Regions from separate parts of the Hordeum vulgare genome. Here region 1 is linked to region 2. Evidence: chromatin contacts called from public Hi-C data. All regions are on one chromosome and are shown on one strand. Each heading gives the region's core, a stretch centred on a gene start, on an enhancer-like site or on the middle of the called end of the contact. The rest is flanking DNA. Distances are from core to core; before and after follow the strand shown.

Region 1 (5,434 bases), core at 1,399-3,898, 350 kb before region 2:
GTTTTTTTGTGTGAGACAGGGCCCCATTTTTTAGTTTCGCATAGGGCCCTAGATTTTACCGGCCCGACCCTGGATGTATTCTATATAGCTAACGATATCTATCCACAGTGATCCACACTTGTGAAGACAATCTCCAATCCTGTAGAAGAGAAGAGAAAAAAGATTTGCTCAAGAGAAAGAGAGTGTTAGAAAATATGTAGAGCACACTTTTGGCATTCTTCAATCTCGATGGGGCATCGTTATATCCTGGTAGAACATGGAGCACGAAAAAATTGTGGGAGGTGATGTTAGTTTGTGTGATCATTACAACATGACCGTAGAGGATGAACTCCGAGAACGTCTCTGTGAGCAAGGGTTTGAGTTTGAGGATGCCAATGTTGTGCGTGAGCATGGAGGAGAGGCAACGTTTGCACAATTCATTGAGTTTCATCATAAGATGCATGATTGGAATACTCACATGCAGCTGCAAAATGATTTGGTTGAGTATATGTGGACTCATGTCGGCAACTAGTAGATGCATTTGCAACCTTTTCTATTAAACGTATCGACTACGAGATATTTTTGTAATTTTAGAAATATGCGATGTTTTGTATTGAATATTTATTAATCTTGAACATTTAATATTTATCAAAGCGATAAAAAAATGACCGCAAGCGTGCGATGTGGACCAAAAATGGGTCGGTGCGTTGGGCACATGGCCGATCATTTGCAAAAGAGGGCAGACGAGTCGACCCAAACGGACAAAACGTGGACAAAGCGCATGTCCGTTTGGGTCGCGCGGTTGGAGTTGCTCTGAGGTGGGGAGTGGGTGGATGCACCCGGTGGCCCGGGCATCGTCCAAGCCAGAGGCGGAGGATGAAAAAAATTAAGGTGTGCCGAAGTTTGTCGAAGATCACCGGATGTCCAAAGCAATGGAGTCGCGCCGCACAAATTCCGTCTTCAGCCGAGCGTTGTTCTCGCGGGAGTGGCAGAGTGAAATGCGGATGACCATTGCCTACTTCAACCCACACAGGATAACACCCCATTCGACGGATCCGGACTAGTCAGTCAAATCCGCTGCCCGCTATGCCGGGGAAGGTTGGAGATCGTCTAAGATGAGATCAAGTGACGGAGGGGGGTGGAGGTGAGTTGAGTGAAGTGGCTAGGGTTTGATCCGACGAGCGAATGGGAGGAATATATACAAGTTGGATGGGCCAGCGTGGGCCGGGTCCAACGTGGCGGATGCGCCCGGGCGTCCCATATCCGCCCCATATTCGGGTTGTATATGAGGGATGCTAGTGAGCCCACGTGTTTGAGGCCCATTTGAAACGTCCATCTCGATCACTTTTGTGTGATAAGGGAGAGGTCCATCTATAGATGCTCTAAACCCTCAGCCTGATGCCTCCGTAGGCTACCCCGTCACCAGTCACCCGCCTTTTCCTCGTGACTTGGCCAACCCTCATCGTTACTCTAGCTGCTTAGGGTTCAATCGCTTGTGCGTGTGCATGTGGAGTTTGTTGCGTGTGCGTGCGCGTGGGCGCTCGATCGAATCGAGCTCGACCGGTTCCTGATACACCAATTGGATGGATCGGCCCATCAGGCTAGCGACCTCTCTTTCATCGTTTTTTAGATGTGCACGAACAAAGCTGTAGATTGATCGAGACATGTGAATGTATAAATTTTATTTAACCAAAATTAAGGTATGACATCTGTCATACATTGTCCACCGAAGCCCTCCGCCGGTGGTTCAAGCAGGTGAAAGTTGACGATGACGACAAAAACAAAGTGGTGAAAGGTATTGGGCGTGAAGAAAGAAAGAGAGAATGACCGATGTGCCATCGACAAACGGGCTAGCAAGAGGATAAAGGAAAGCATCGCATGACTCAAATTTAGATTGAAAGTAGATCATGGTAGACGAAAACATAAATCCATCCTTTTAAAAGTCCCTCGTGTTTTATTTTACATAAGACTAAAAAAACTTTTTTTAGTCCCTATAATAAAAAGTCTGTGTAAAGAAACATCGCTCAAATTTAGATCGAAAGTAGATCATGGTAGACGAAAAACACAGATCCATCCGTTTACATGCGTTGAGTCGTGATCCAAATAAACGCTGATGAAATATGCGCGTTGGAGTTGGCCGAGGACGATACCTTCTTTATATGCCCGGATTTTCCGCTAGCCTGCTGTACGGGTCAGGCCGCCCCCCAATGCGACCAGCGCCGCTGGAACAGACTGACCAAGACCATAGCCATGATGTCATATGACCACAAGGCTACGTCCTACGGTCCACGAGCGCGTCCGCACCCCGCCGCTCCCGCCAGTTCCATGCATGCACCCTTCTCCCTCATCGCTGCGCCGGAAAAAGCTACTCTGCCGTTTCCTGTGCCAAGCGGCGCCTGCCAATCTGCCACGCACCGTGTAGCCTTTGTCTGCATCTTGGCCGCCGTATAAATGAAAGGCGACGCACAGTATATTGCGAAAAAGAAAAAAAGAAAAAGAAAGATACAGAGAGAAGCGACGCGAGGTGGAGAGGGTTATCCATCCATACGCGAATCGAATCGAATCGAATGGCGCCGTTCATCAAGCCGCGAGTCTGGACACGCACTGTCGCGCAAAGGACGGATGGGACGGGTGAGACGATGTACGCCTGCGCGCGCGTGTGTGTGTGCGAGTCTGGGCCGGGCGAGTGGGCCCCCCTGATGGAGGCCGGAGCAGAGGTGCCGTGTCGCGGCGATGGGAGCAGGTCGGGCCGTGCCGCACGTGGTGGGAAAACCGTGGGTGGCGCCGCGCCGCGGACGCGGACGGTTCTTTGACCGGATCCGTGGCCGGCGCGGCGTCCAGCCGTTGGGGCTGGGCCTACATCGCTTGGATACGACTGCCCCCCTCGTATTCGCCGTCAACATTGGCCCAATAGGACGTTCACGTAAGTGTCTCCTCCTTCCCGAAGCGGGAAACACGGAGCTTGTATCGCGAGTTCGTGAAATTTCTCAGCTCCACAAATGTTTGGTACTATTTCGACTCTTAGGCTGCTCATAGTGGGGAGTAACTTAGCCAAGTAACATGCACATGTTACTGGTCTATGTTACTACCTCCATAGTGGGTAGTAATATTTGTGGGATGTCATATTAATTAGGATATAGACTCATTTTGTATTGATATGTGTGATGTTACTGTAACATAGCTAGTTACCACAAGCACCTCTCTCCTCATTAACTCACTGCCACATAAACAAATTTGCATTGTAATGTGTGATGTTACTACTATGTTATTCCCCACTATGGCCAGCCTTAGGGCCTGTTCGGAGGCCCTCCGACTCCGCAACTCCATTCTCGAAATTGGTGAAGCAGCTAAAATTTACGGAGCGGGGGAAAGGATGCTATGCAGATCCTTAGATTTCAGGGAGCTGGAGGATCACCGAACAACTCCTTAGTTTTGCATCATCCGCGGGATAGAGTTAGCAAATGAACAAGGAGCGGCAAACTCTAAGATATACGCACAACCTATCAGAAAAAAAGAGACTAGGCCCCGTTCCGGCGAATGAAATCATCTGCTAAGGGAAACCCCCCTCCCCTTGTACGCATCTGAGTCTCAATTGGCCATAAAAAGCCCATTCGTATTAACATATTCTTTTTGCGTTGTACTCCATACGTAAAATAATATAAAAGCGTTTAAACCTCTAAAGTAATTATTTAAACGGTTTTATATTAATTTATAAAGGGAGTAACATACAACTAACTAAAAATACAAAAACAAACACAAGAAAATAAATAATATCTGTAGCAAATATGAGGGTGGGACGAATCGAGAGGACACAGCGGTGGCGGATCTTTACTACTTTATCGAGTTGTCGCTGTTGGCATTTATTCCTTTTTCTTTTGGGTTTGATGTGATATCCGTCCTAGCAGTTACATGTTACACTGTAATGAGTGAAAGTTGCTTTATAATATAAAGCAAGGTGACCCTTTTTTGGAATGTGCTAGTCGCCATGCGATTTTTTTAACTAAAAATGCCATCATATAAAATTATACATGTCAAAATTGCATGATGAGAATGATTCAAATTTAAAAAATGTCAAGAAACGCAAATGATATTGGCATGATCAAGACAAATAAAAATCCCATGATAAAAATACATGAAATTTCATGTTATGTATTTTATTTGTCAATAGAAAAAGTAGCACAAAGAAAATTTCCGTGATTCAAAAATTAAAATACCATGCCATTAAAAATAAATTTAACATGCTATAGATAAATAATGACACGCCCTTAATAAAAAAAAACTATCATGCTCTTAATAATAAAAATGTCATGCTCTTAATAATTAATTTTACATGAAACAAAATATGAAAAGTGTGATACTATGTATTTTCTTTGGCAACAAAGATCACAAAAAGGAAATTGCGGTGTTTTAGAATTAAAACAACCATGCCATTAAAAACGAATTTAACATGCCATATGTAAATAATGGCATGCCCTTAATAAAAATGTCATGCACTCAATAATTAAGTAGACATAAAAATATATTAAAATTGTGATACTATGTATATTCTTTCGCAACAAAAATCATGAAAAATTAAATAACGGTGCGAGGAAAAATATATTTACCATGATATAGATTAAAGAAATGATGATTTTTATAATAAAAATGTCATGCACTTAATTATTAAATTGACATGAAAAATATTAAAATTGTGATACTCTTTATTTTCTTTGTCAAAAGAATCACACAAATGAAATTGCAATGATTAAAAAATTGAAATAACCATGCCATTAAAAATAAATTTACCATGCTATATATAAAAAAAATGACATGCCTTTAATAATAAAAATGTCATCCTCTTAGTAATAAAAATGTGATGCTCTTAAGGATTAAATTGACATGAAACAAAATGTTAAATTACGATAATGTGTATGTTATTTGTCAAAAAATGCAAAGAAAATTGTCGTGATTCAAAACTAAAAATTTCCATGCCATTAGAAATGAATCTACCATGGTCTCAATAATAAAAGTTACATGGATATAATCGTGACAATACTATGCGAGTGTGTATGCACACGCAATCGTATCTCTCGATTAGTACGGACGACAGTACGCACAAAAAATTATACCTATTTCTGGCCCTCTTGAGTGGAGTTAATAGCCTATTCTTGTGTAGTGTTGTTGCTCTTCGCGTAGGTTACAATGTGAGAGAGTTTAGCCCTCATCTCACATTGTACTCCCAGGTCCCACCTTAGAGTGTGCTAGGAGGGGGTGCAGTAACGGGCTTGTATAAATAGTTGAGGGCCACATGCATGACTCACTATTCGTGTCTATTATTTCTCGAACTTTCGTGTTTAACTAGATTATATCGCCGCTGAGTAACATCGGTATTGAATGCATATTAGCGTCAAAGTATCCTAGGGCGCGACCAACTATAGGTTGTGTGACTGCCTTCCTCATGACTGAGTGTTAGGTC
Region 2 (5,428 bases), core at 1,679-4,178:
TTTCCACCCAATCAATCTCTTCTACCCAAGCCAAATCTGTGAGAGAGTGATTGGGTGTTGAGGAGACTATCTTTTGAAGCACAAGAGCAAGGAGTTCATCATACCACCACATCTATTACCTTTTGGAGAGTGGTGTCTCCTAGATTGGTTAGGTGTCGCTTGGGAGCCTCGGAATTTGTGTGTTGTTGAATCAATAAGTTTGTAAGGGCAAGGAGATCGCCTACTTCGTGAAGATCTACCCCGAGTGAGGCTAGTTCTTAGTGGACGTAAGCCATGGTGGAATAGACACGGTAGCTTCTCCGTGGATCCTTCCATGGGTGAAGCTCTTTGTGGACTCTCGCAGTCGTTACCCTCCGAAGTCTCCATCAACATGGACATACGATAGCACCACCTATCGGAACCATGCCAAAAAATGTTGTGTCATCTTTGTGTTTGATCTTCCTATCCCTACCCTATACTTACATGTGCATGTCTTTACTTCCCGGTGATATACCCTTAGACTTGCATGTGTTGGGTGTGCTAGACTTGCTTAATTGTTAAAACTTGCCCACAACTAAAATTGGAAAACAACTAAGTTTTTATTTGGTCAAGTAGTCTAATCACCTCCCCTCTAGGCACACTTCGAATCCTACAAGTGGTACTAGAGCTTTAGTCTCCATTGCATTGATTTCACAACCTAGGAGAGTATGGCGTCTAGTGAGGGAAATTATCACCGTAGAGGTCCATATTTTGATGGTACAAACTTTGCTAGTTGGAAGCATGAACTGAAAATGCATATTCTTGGACATAACCCCGCCATTTGGGTTGTTGTTCGTGTTGGACTGCAAGGTGAATTCTTTCGTGATGGAAGGGAACCGGATCGTGAAGCGATCGTGGAAGAATTCAAGATGTTGCAATACAACACTCAAGCATGCCACATTTTATTCAACTTCCTATGCCCCCCGAAGAGTTCAACAAGATTAGCCATCTTGAGAATGCCAAGGAAATTTGAGATACTTTGATTGATATGCATGAAGGTACCAAATCCGTGAGGAAATCTAAGTTGGATGCGCTACAAAGTCAACTTGACAAGTCAAGATGAAGGTTGGTAAAGGAGTCGAGGAAATGTATTCTAGGCTTCTCTCATCACCAATGAGATTGGTGTCTTAGGAAGCGAAGAGATGACCGACAAATTCAGCATCAAAAAGATTCTTAGATCCTTCGATGAAAAGTACGACACCGTGTGCATATTGATCCAAATGATGACAAACTACAAAGATCTCGAGCTATCAGAAGTCATTGGAAGGATTGTTGCTCATGAGATGTCACTCAAATACAAAAAAGAGCTTCATAATAAATTTAATGACACTCCCGCTACCTTAAATGACACTCCCGCTACCTTAAATGACAACTTTATTATCAATGAAGAGATAAGCCTGATGATCAATAAATTTAATAACTTCTACAAAAATAAAGGCAAAGAGAGAAGCTCCTGGAGTCTTTAATATTGGACATACTCCTTTCCTTCATAAATAAATATAATAAAATGGTTTGAATATTTTAATATGGATCACATTGCGGACTAACATATAATCCCTCCGTTCCTAAATATAAGTCTTTGTAAAGATGTCACTACTGAACTACATACGGATGTATATAGATATATTTTAGAGTATAGATTCAATCATTTTGCTTCGTATGTAGACTCTTAGTGAAATCGCTTAAAAGACTTATATTTAAGAACGGAGGGAGTAGTAAACAAACACACTAAAACATGTTGATATAGATCTCTATAGTCAAAAAAAGTTAGAGGTGTTAAAAAAGAAGTGTATTCGGGAACTGATGAGTATTAAGAAGTGTTTAAAAACAGGAACAAGTCGAAACTGGTTGTTGATGAGATGACACAGCATTCAATTCGTCTCTATCAGAAGATTCAGGGACTGTTTGGTTCCCAGCCTAACGTTGCCACGTCTAACCTTAGTCATGCCACAATACCTTAGGCATGTGTTTGGTTCATTATCACACTTGTGGCTTGCCACAATTTTCTAGTTATATGGTCCACATGTCATACACTCAATTTTTGACAAATCTTGCCACACTTATGGTGTCCATTTTATTAGCCACATTTTTTATAGCAGCCATACTTTGCCTAAGGTTAGTTATGGCAAAGCTAGTCATGAACCAAACAGGCCGTGAGTCATCCAATTCGCGAGTCCAAAAAGAATTGGCCAGTCCACTTGCAGCCTCGATAAAAAAAAAGAAACTTGCAGCCTACTACGTTGCCGCACGAGCGCACGGCATGGTACACGAGGCCGCGTCCGTGGAGCAAATTGTTGCGAGCAGTGCAGCCAGGATGCACCCCACTTTGGAGACGCAATTATTGAAGAAGGAATTCATGGCGCAGAGGTGGAGCTGGACCGGCGGTGGCCCCGCGCCTCCCCTCGAGGACAGCCTCGACGCACTAGGGTCCGTCCGGACGTGACGCTAATTAAATCGTCACGCAGCACCTTCATACACAGCGCCGCGCCCATAAATTATCGCACCTGGGGCAGGCCCGCCGCTCAGCAGCCGGCCGACGCGTCGACGCCGTGGAAAAAGAGGGCGCCGCTGGAGCGGCGGCACGGCAGGGGGGGAGAAAAAAAGAGGCCGGCGACGGCGACCCGCCGAAAAGAAAAGGAGGGGCGACGGGGACCGGGCGCGTCTTCTACGTGCCGCCTCTCCAAATCAGTCGTCGGGTGGTGCGCGGTCCCCTCGCACGCGAACGGCGCCGCGCCAGGTGGAGGCGTGGACGGGGATTGCCCGGCGACGCCGGCACGTACCCGTATCCGCCTGTCTGCTTGCTTGCCTTTTTTTCTTTTCTTTTCTTGCTTTTGGGATTGGGATGGTGGTGGCGTGCTGTGGACTGTGGTAGACGGCGGGCGGTGCGGAGCGGGACAAAGTCGACGGGACGTCGCGCTACCGGGTCCAAGTCGTGCGCCCCGCTCCCCACTTGGTCTCCCCACCTGCCTGCTGCCGCGTAGTAAGCGGTGAGCGTGAACGCGGTCCGGCGTGCCTGCCGGTCTCGTCGTATATCGCTCCGAGTTTGACGTAGACGGCGGAGCAGTTGAGACAGCGTTTTACTCGGCTGCGTAGGAGTGACATGTTGTGCGCATGTTAAGTTTGTACTACTATCGGTTTTCATCATCATCATCATAATAAGTACGAAAGTTTGTATCGTTTTCGTACGTATGACACTTTATTCACTTTATTTAACGAGGAAAGAAAAATCAAATGCATCTTAATTTATACCGTTATACATACTATCCCGTCTGTTTGAAAATAAGTATCATCGTTAAAACCGTGAAAATTATGTTCTGCTAGTAAGCTTAATTCTATCTTTATCTTGTAGGTTAAAAAACCTTGTTGTCCGATGTTGTATTTTAAAATTTGGAATGTAAGACATCCTTGTTTAGTTGTTTTATCATTACTAGAATAAATGCTCGTACGTTGCAACAAAAGAAATTGTTACATGTATCATGTCTACACCTATTTTTCTCATTTCTCGTCTCAATTTGTCACATGCACATGTGCTGCAATTGTGAATGAAAATTCTTCACACTCCTGTAGTTTTCCTATATGCTCTTTGAAGAGGAAAAATGACTAGTTCGATTGATGAAGCACGTTAAATACCTCAATAGATTATCAACACTTTTTATTATGTTTACGAGTGCAGTGTATATTTCCATTTTAATTACTCCTTCCGTTCTTAAATGCGTGGGACAATAGCCCTTAAAAGGGTCCCCACAATTCTGTGTTTTATTAATAAAAAAGATAAACAACAAAGATGCGCTTATCTAGGATCGAACACTAGACTATGTGGTAAAAGGTTTAAGCTCTAGCCATTGGGCTACTAATATGATAGCAGTAAATTCGCAGTCCACTTATAGATAACCATAATAAAACGTATTGACTTCACACAAAAAAATTGAAACGTTGGGCCTTGATGTTGTGAGAGGCAGCCTGGCGTTGCGGCTTGGGTTGCACGGCCCACACGAGCGGATGGGGCAGCGAGCGAGGGGCCAACGGGAGCTCGTCCCTTTCCTCCTGCCCGAGGTAGGGAGACAACGGCGATGGACTCCGGCGAAGCAACGACGCCTGGGGCGGATCCGGCGGGAATGGGTCCATGACAACAGGATCTGGGCGAGGGAGCGTGGATCTGAGCGTCGACGTGCTAGAGATGCGGCTGGGAGCTCGGGCGTCCATGGTGGTGTCTGGTAGAAAAAAGATGGTGAGGCAGGAGAGAGATAAAAGGGAAGAAGAAGGGGCGAGCGACGCCGATGGCCTGGGTCGCCCGCGAGGCTTCGACCGGAGTTGGTCGACAATGCGAGGTGGACGGGGTCGGGCGGCGTGGGAGCTCCGGCTACGGTTAGACTCGGTAGATCCTCTCCCAGGTCTTGCGTGGGGCGCGGACGATGGCTGCTCGGCCCGGATCGGGCCCGGGGCGGGTCGAATCTGGGCCCAGCTGAAAGTGCATGCTATGCCCCTAATCGTCTTTTGGTGTTAATGACAACACATACATAGGAAACTAATCCTATTTGTTGAGTGTATCTCAGGATGGCAAGTACTTTAGTAGATTGAGAATTATGTGCCAAAGGTTGTCTGAAAAGATTGGGGATTTATATTTCGAGAAGGCTCGGGATTAAGATAAGATGATGTAGACTAGTCTTTTGAGTTTACTGATATTGAGTATAGGGATCCCGCACTATTAAGAGGGGATCACAGGTTTTGCGATGAACTTGCTCATACCACATCTTTACTCTCATATCCAATACCACATACTCTCCACTCTGTTCTCAGTTCAAAACAAGTCTGTTGCCTCGGACATCCGGCTCCCTCCGGACTTTCGAGGGCCGGACGACCGGCTGGCTTCGGAAATCCGCAGCCCTTCACCAGAAGTTTGTAAGTCATATAACTCGGAAATCCGGCTCCCTCCGGACATCCGAGGGTCGGACGTCCGGCCAAGCCCCGGAAATCCGGAAGCCTGCACCAGTAGAAGTTGAGTTCTATAACTCAGAAATCCGGCTCCCTCCTGACGTCCGAGCGCCGGACGTCCGACCCCTGTCGGAAATCCGGAACCTACCACCAGTAGAAGTTGAGCTGTATAACTCGGATTTCCGGTCCTCTCTGGACGACCGGTCGCTGATAAATTCAACATAGGTTCAGTCCTATCTACAGGCCTCGGACGACCGACCCCTGTCGGACGTCCGGTCGCTGATAAATTCAAAATAGGTTTAGTCGTATCTACAGGCCTCGGACGACCGACCCCTGTCGGACGTCCGACCCCTCGTGGACGCCCGGACTTCCGGCAACTGTCGGACGTTCGGACCCTGTGTGACTTAAAGCACCTCCAACGGCTGGATTTCACTCCACACTATATATACTCTTATCCCACCTCGTGAAAGGGTGTTCA

What was found. A called contact is a pair of places that touch in the nucleus more often than the background predicts.
Region 1: a Hi-C map of seedling shows a contact between it and region 2, with 3 times the contacts expected there. The contact joins two enhancer-like sites. A contact is called at or near these places in 2 of 6 Hi-C or Micro-C datasets (leaf and seedling).

What each region holds. Positions count from the first base shown.
Region 1 is chr3H:516,630,180-516,635,613 of MorexV3_pseudomolecules_assembly, reverse strand. No RefSeq gene overlaps it. Among protein-coding and RNA genes, the nearest start is that of LOC123440370, 30 kb to the left of the region's middle. Within about 2 kb of position 2,648, at least 3 of the 3 cell types and tissues checked have open chromatin away from gene starts, as enhancers often do. A contact at or near this core is called in leaf and seedling, where this site is marked.
Region 2 is chr3H:516,285,266-516,290,693 of MorexV3_pseudomolecules_assembly, reverse strand. No RefSeq gene overlaps it. Among protein-coding and RNA genes, the nearest start is that of LOC123444612, 140 kb to the left of the region's middle. Within about 2 kb of position 2,928, at least 3 of the 3 cell types and tissues checked have open chromatin away from gene starts, as enhancers often do. A contact at or near this core is called in leaf and seedling, where this site is marked.